Linked DNA regions of Mus musculus: region 2 is linked to region 1. The links are chromatin contacts, called in public HiChIP or PLAC-seq maps. All regions are on one chromosome and are shown on one strand. Each heading gives the region's core, a stretch centred on a gene start, on an enhancer-like site or on the middle of the called end of the contact. The rest is flanking DNA. Distances are from core to core; before and after follow the strand shown. Region 1 has its middle 17 kb from the start of Zdhhc18. Region 2 has its middle 9.5 kb from the start of Gm12974.

Region 1 (2,700 bases), core at 137-2,636:
TTGGACCCTGATTTCCCTATTGGAAGGAGTCCTTGGCCCGTTGTCTGTTTTGGCTCCCTCCCCCCCACCTTCCTGAACACGGACTTCTGTAAGTTGTGCCTTGACGACTCTCCTCCTTGGCAAATGTCCAGTTTTCGCCAATAGCTCCCTATATGAGGGTCTACTGTTAATTTTAGGGTTCAGCCAGCTGGAGGCTGGGTGGGGTTGGGGGCTAAAATTTGCTTTTGAGGACTGACAGTGGCCATGTACAGCCAAGCCTAAGGCCTTGAGTTCAGTCCCAGGAATCCATGGGGCGAAAGAAGAAGAAAGCCAAGCCCTGGGGGCTGGAGAGATGGCTCAGCAGGTAAGAGCACCAACTGCTTTTCCGAAGGTCCTGAGTTCAAATCCCAGCAACCATATGGTGGCTCACAGCCATCCATAAGGAGATCTGATGCCCTCTTCTGGAGTGTCTGCAGACAGCTACAGTGTACTTACATATAATAAATAAAAACAACAACAACAAAACAAAAAACAAGCCCTGTAAATTGTCCTTCAACTGCCACATGGGCACAGATGGGAAGGGACACATATGGAGACACACAATAAATAATTAAATGTAATTTTATTTTTTCTTTATTTATTTTTCTTTCTTTTTTATTTTTTGGTTTTACCGAGACAGGGTTTCTCTGTATAGCCCTGGCTGTCCTAGAACTCACTTTGTAGACCAGGCTGGCTTCGAACTCAGAAATCTGCCTGCCTCTGCCTCCCGGGTGCTGGGATTAAATGCATGTGCCACCACACCCAGCTCCTAAATGTAATTTAAAAACAGGATTTATGTATTTATTTTATGTATGTGAGTACACACCAGAAGAGGACATCAGATTCCATTACAGGTAGTTGTGAGCCACCATGTGGTTGCTGGGAATTGAACTCAGGACCTCTGGAAGAGCAGTCGGTGCTCTTAACTGCTGAGCCATCTCTCTAGCCCCATTAAATGTACTTTTGAATTGCAAATATAATCTTTTACATTTTAATTATATGAGAATTTTGCCTGCATGTGCACCATATACATGCAAGTGCCCAGAATGGCCAGAAGAGGGCGTCAATCCCCTGGAACTGGAGTTATAGACAGCTGTAGTAAGCCACCTTGTAGGTGTTAGGAATTAAACCTCTGCCCTCTGGAAAAAAAAAACAACTGTCCAGCTCCATATACATATTACAAATACCTCTCTTCTGCTAATTACTATGTTTTTTGTTTGTTTAGCTCTGTGCTCCAAAATATTTTTGGAGATAGATACTGGAGCACTGCACAGAAAAATTGTGTAACTGGTGCCAGCAGCCTCTGTGTTAGGCTGTGCCAGTAAAGGCCACGAGAGGGCAATAGTGAGGCCAGAGGAAGAAGGGAGGCGTTGGCTCCTTCAACTGGCTTCCTGTTCCTGTGAGGGTCCTAATACTCCTCTCCTGTAGCTGCAGGTCCTTCCTGCCCTTGCTGTGGAATGAACTTTGGACATGTGTTTCCCCAGCAACAGTCACAGAAACAGCTCCATAGCATCCCACACGGAGACAGCAGCATCTAGCTAGTCTGCGTCCCTGTCCCCGGCAAGTACAGAGACAGCCGGCAAGAACACTAGATGTTTCCAGTGTCCGAAGGGCTCTGTCCAGCCCCTCCAGATGTCACAGGTTCAGTAACTCCAAACTCTTGGGTTTACTCTCTGATCTAGACAGTATAGATGCGTCTTGCTTGTTCATGTCCTTTTAATTGGGTGGGGGGAGCGTATTCATTTTCTTTTATCTACATATGAATCTTTTGCCTGCATATAAACCAGGCTAGCCTCAAACTCAGAGATCCACCTTATTTATGACTCCCGAGTGCTGGGATTAAAAGTGTGCGTCAGCCGGGCAGTGGTGGTGCATGCCTTTCATCCCAGCGCTTGGGAGGAAGAGGCAGGTGGATTTCTGAGTTCTCTCTGCTGGAGAGATGGCTCAGTGGTTAAGAGCACTGACTGCTCTTCCAGAGGTCCTGAGTTCAATTCCTAGCAACCACATGGTGGCTCACAACCATCTGTAATGGGATCTGATGCCCTCTTCTGGTGTGTCTGAGGACAACTAGAGTGTACTCATGTACATAGAATAAATATATAATTCTTTTTAAAAAAACTGTTTACACAAGCAGGAAAGAAATTGTAATTAAATTTATTTATTTGTGTGTGTGTGTGCCACTGAAGGGCACATGGTGGGTGACTTGGGTCTGTCCTGCTATCATATGGGCCTTGGGCATCAATTTTGGGCTCAAGTGCTTTCATGTGCCAAGCTATCTCACTGGCTCTGATGAAAACATTTTTAATAAGTTCATAGCCTAAGTATAGAGCATCAGTTCTCAACCTATGATCGGGTCATGACCCTTTTACAAGGGCTACATATCAGATATCCAGCATGTCAGATATTTACATTATGATTCATAACAGTAGCAAAATTATAGTTGTGAAGTAGCAAAAAATAATGTAATGGTTGGGGTCACCACAACATGAGGAACTGTATTAAAGACATTAGGAAGGTTGAGAACCATTCATCTAGAATGTTCATAAAACCTCTAGGGCTATCTAGAAGGGTCCTGGCCCTTGACACCTCTCAAGGTTCATTCTCTAATTCACCTAGAGTGACTCTCGGTCCTCATGGTAATTTGATAGATATGGCCCCATAGACTCATGTGTTTGAATGCTT
Region 2 (2,700 bases), core at 93-2,592, 180 kb before region 1:
GCAGAAGCAAGATTAGTTTAGCCATTTGGGGCCAGCAAGATGACACAAATGGCTTGCCACCAAGCCTATTGACCTAAGTTTGATCCCCAGGACCCACACAGTAAAGGAAAAAAAAACAAAGTCTGCAAGTTGTCCTCTGACCGTCCCATGTAAGTGTATCATGTTATCATATGCACATGCAAGAAATAAATAACCTGGTAATTTAAAAAAAGATTTATTTATTATTATATGTAAGTACACTGTAGCTGTCTTCAGATGCACCAGAAAAGGACATCAGATCTCATTATGGGTGGTTGTGAGCCACCATGTGGTTGCTGGGATTTGAACTCAGGACCTTCAGAAGAACAGTCGGTGCTCTTAACCACTGAGCCATCTCTTTAGCCCCCGATAACCTTTTAAACATTTTTTTTTTCTGTTTTGTGCAATCTAAGTTTATTTCACTGATGGAAACATTTCTCTTTGCGCAATTTTTTATGCATAATACATCATCAAGCTTAATGTCTATGTACAGTGCCAAAACATATTTGTTCTGGTGTGTGTGTGTGTATGTGTTTGTGGGATGTGTGTGTGTGTGTGTGTGTGTGTGTGTGTGTGTGTTTGTGTGTGTGGTGTTCATTTGTCAAGGTTGAAACTTACCTTTAAGGCCAGGCATGGTGGTGCATGTCTTTAATGCCATCACTTGGGAGGCAGAAGCCAAAGGATCATTGTGAATTTGAGACCAGCCTGGTCTACAAAGCAAGTTCCAGGGCACCCAGAGCTTTAGTTCAAGGCCAGGTCTGGACAGATGGCTCAGTGGTTAAGAGCACTGGCTGCTCTTCTAGAAGACCGGAGTTCAATTCCCAGCACCCACAAGGCAGCTTACAACCATCTGTAGCTGCAGTTCCAGGGCATCAGTGTGGGCACTGCACGCACACACCACAGAGACACACATGCAGCAAAACACCATTCAAATAAAATAATGGGTTTTTTAAAAATTGCTTAAAAACTAAAAGGAAAGCGAAAAGTTCAAGGCTAGCCTGGGCTCCACCGGAAGACCCTATCTTAGAAACTGAAGCAGGAAAGAAGAGCAGAGAGTTAACTTTTAGAAAGAATCAAATTTGAGAAATGGAAGCAGTTCCATCTCTCTCTTGTTTGAATCCGGGGATTGATAAATGTCCCTGCTTATCGAGCCCTGCACTGTTTTTTGTTGTTTTTTTTTTTCTCAGAGTCTCAGAATTCTTTGTATGGGAGCCCAGGGCTAGAAGGGGATCCTGTTTCGGCAGTGACTGAGGCTTCCAACTTTCAGGACCTCTGCCTAGGAACCTGTGCCAGCTGCCTGCCTTTCGGTTTTAAGTTTAACTTCACAAGCAGCCTTTCCAACAGTACTGTGGCTTTCTCTCCCTTTTATATGACAGATGTGGTTTCACAGGGCATCTAGGGGTTGCTTGGATTTGAAGTGAATACTTATGGGAGGGGGCAGGGGAGGAGGTAGTTATTCTAATTTGGAAACTGAAACAGCAACTCTGATAGAAGAAATAAAGTGTTTGGAGTCAAAAGACTGGAGTTTTAACACTTGACTCCACCACACTTTACCAGGGCACATTTAAGACAAGACACTTATCTCCCTGAGAGTTAGCACAGACCCCAGCCCCCATCCTCCCTGTGAACTCTGAGCATCATGGCAGTCAGTAGTCTGTATTTCATAGTGAGGTCAAACAGGAGGAAAAATTTGAAATTTTTATATTTTTTTAACAACGCAATGCTAGGAGGCAGGTGGGTCTTCAAGTTTAAAGTTAGCCTGGTTTATGGAGTGAGTTCCAGGACAGCCAGGGCTACACAGAGATGAAACAAAACAAACAAACAAACAAACAAACTCCAAAACAACAACAAGCAAACCAAACCCCCAAAAGTGGGGAGACAGAAGAAAAAAAGAGACCAAAATAAAATAAAATTAAAATTAAAACAAAAGCCAGGCAGTGGTGGCACACGCCTTTAATCCCAGCACTTGGAAGGCAGAGGCAGGAGGATTTCTGAGTTCGAGGCCAGACTGGTCTACAAAGTGAGTTCCAGGACAGCAAGGGCTACACAGAGAAAACCTGTCTCGAAAAACCAAAAAGAGAAAAAAGAAAAGAAAGGAAAGGAAAGAGGAAAAAAAGAGAAATAACCTGGGGCAGGGTTAAGATAGCTCATTCGCCAGGCCTAGAGACTTGTTTTGTTTTTCAAAATCCAAAGAAGAGACTCTTTTTTCAATTAAAATTTTTTTTTTTTTTTTTTTTTTTTTGGTTTTTCGAGACAGGGTTTCTCTGTGTAACCCTGGCTGTTCTGGAACTCACTCTGTAGATCAGGCTGGTCTCGAACTCAGAAATCCACCTGCCTCTGCCTCCCAAGTGCTGGGACTAAAGGCGTGCACCATCACCGCCCAGCCAAAGAAGAGACTTTAATTCCCTCAAGTTGGCCTTGACTTTCATATGGGTTCATATGGGTGGCACATGACCCAGACAAGGCCTAGCACGCTTGGAGCCCTGGATTCTCCCTGGAGCACAGAAGCCTGATAAGCCAGCATGACATTAGTCTCAGTGTTCTCTGCGAGGTCAAGGCTAGCCTGGTCTACCCAGGGAGTTCCTGGACAGCCAGGGAAACAGAGAGAGACCCTGAATCAAAAAGCCCAGGCAGGTTAGAGCACACCTGCAGTCCTTACACTCGAGGGATGAATTCAAGACC

Evidence for each region. HiChIP or PLAC-seq counts read pairs in DNA pulled down with a chosen protein or histone mark.
Region 2: a contact with region 1 is called in a CTCF HiChIP or PLAC-seq map of CD8 T cells, with 9 read pairs. The contact joins two enhancer-like sites. A contact is called at or near these places in 13 of 39 promoter capture datasets (the C10 cell line, the HPC-7 cell line, cranial neural crest and 9 more), 8 of 15 datasets of contacts at CTCF or cohesin (CD8 T cells, the NIH/3T3 cell line, embryonic stem cells and 3 more), 219 of 484 Hi-C or Micro-C datasets (the 4T1 cell line, 8-cell embryo, the AML12 cell line and 109 more), 52 of 115 datasets of contacts at active chromatin or transcription factors (the 230-238 cell line, CD8 T cells, the HPC-7 cell line and 30 more) and 6 of 9 other capture datasets (adipose tissue, embryonic stem cells, embryonic tail and 3 more).

The regions. Positions count from the first base shown.
Region 1 is chr4:133,648,882-133,651,581 of GRCm38.p6, reverse strand. It overlaps the pseudogene Gm13213. Among named protein-coding and RNA genes, the nearest start is that of Zdhhc18, 17 kb to the right of the region's middle. Within about 2 kb of position 1,386, at least 75 of the 459 cell types and tissues checked have an H3K27ac peak or open chromatin away from gene starts, as enhancers often do. A contact at or near this core is called in CD8 T cells, DN2 thymocytes, the P5424 cell line and 5 more, where this site is marked.
Region 2 is chr4:133,824,588-133,827,287 of GRCm38.p6, reverse strand. No RefSeq gene overlaps it. Among named protein-coding and RNA genes, the nearest start is that of Gm12974, 9.5 kb to the right of the region's middle. Within about 2 kb of position 1,342, at least 23 of the 459 cell types and tissues checked have an H3K27ac peak or open chromatin away from gene starts, as enhancers often do. A contact at or near this core is called in CD8 T cells, DN2 thymocytes, the P5424 cell line and 5 more, where this site is marked.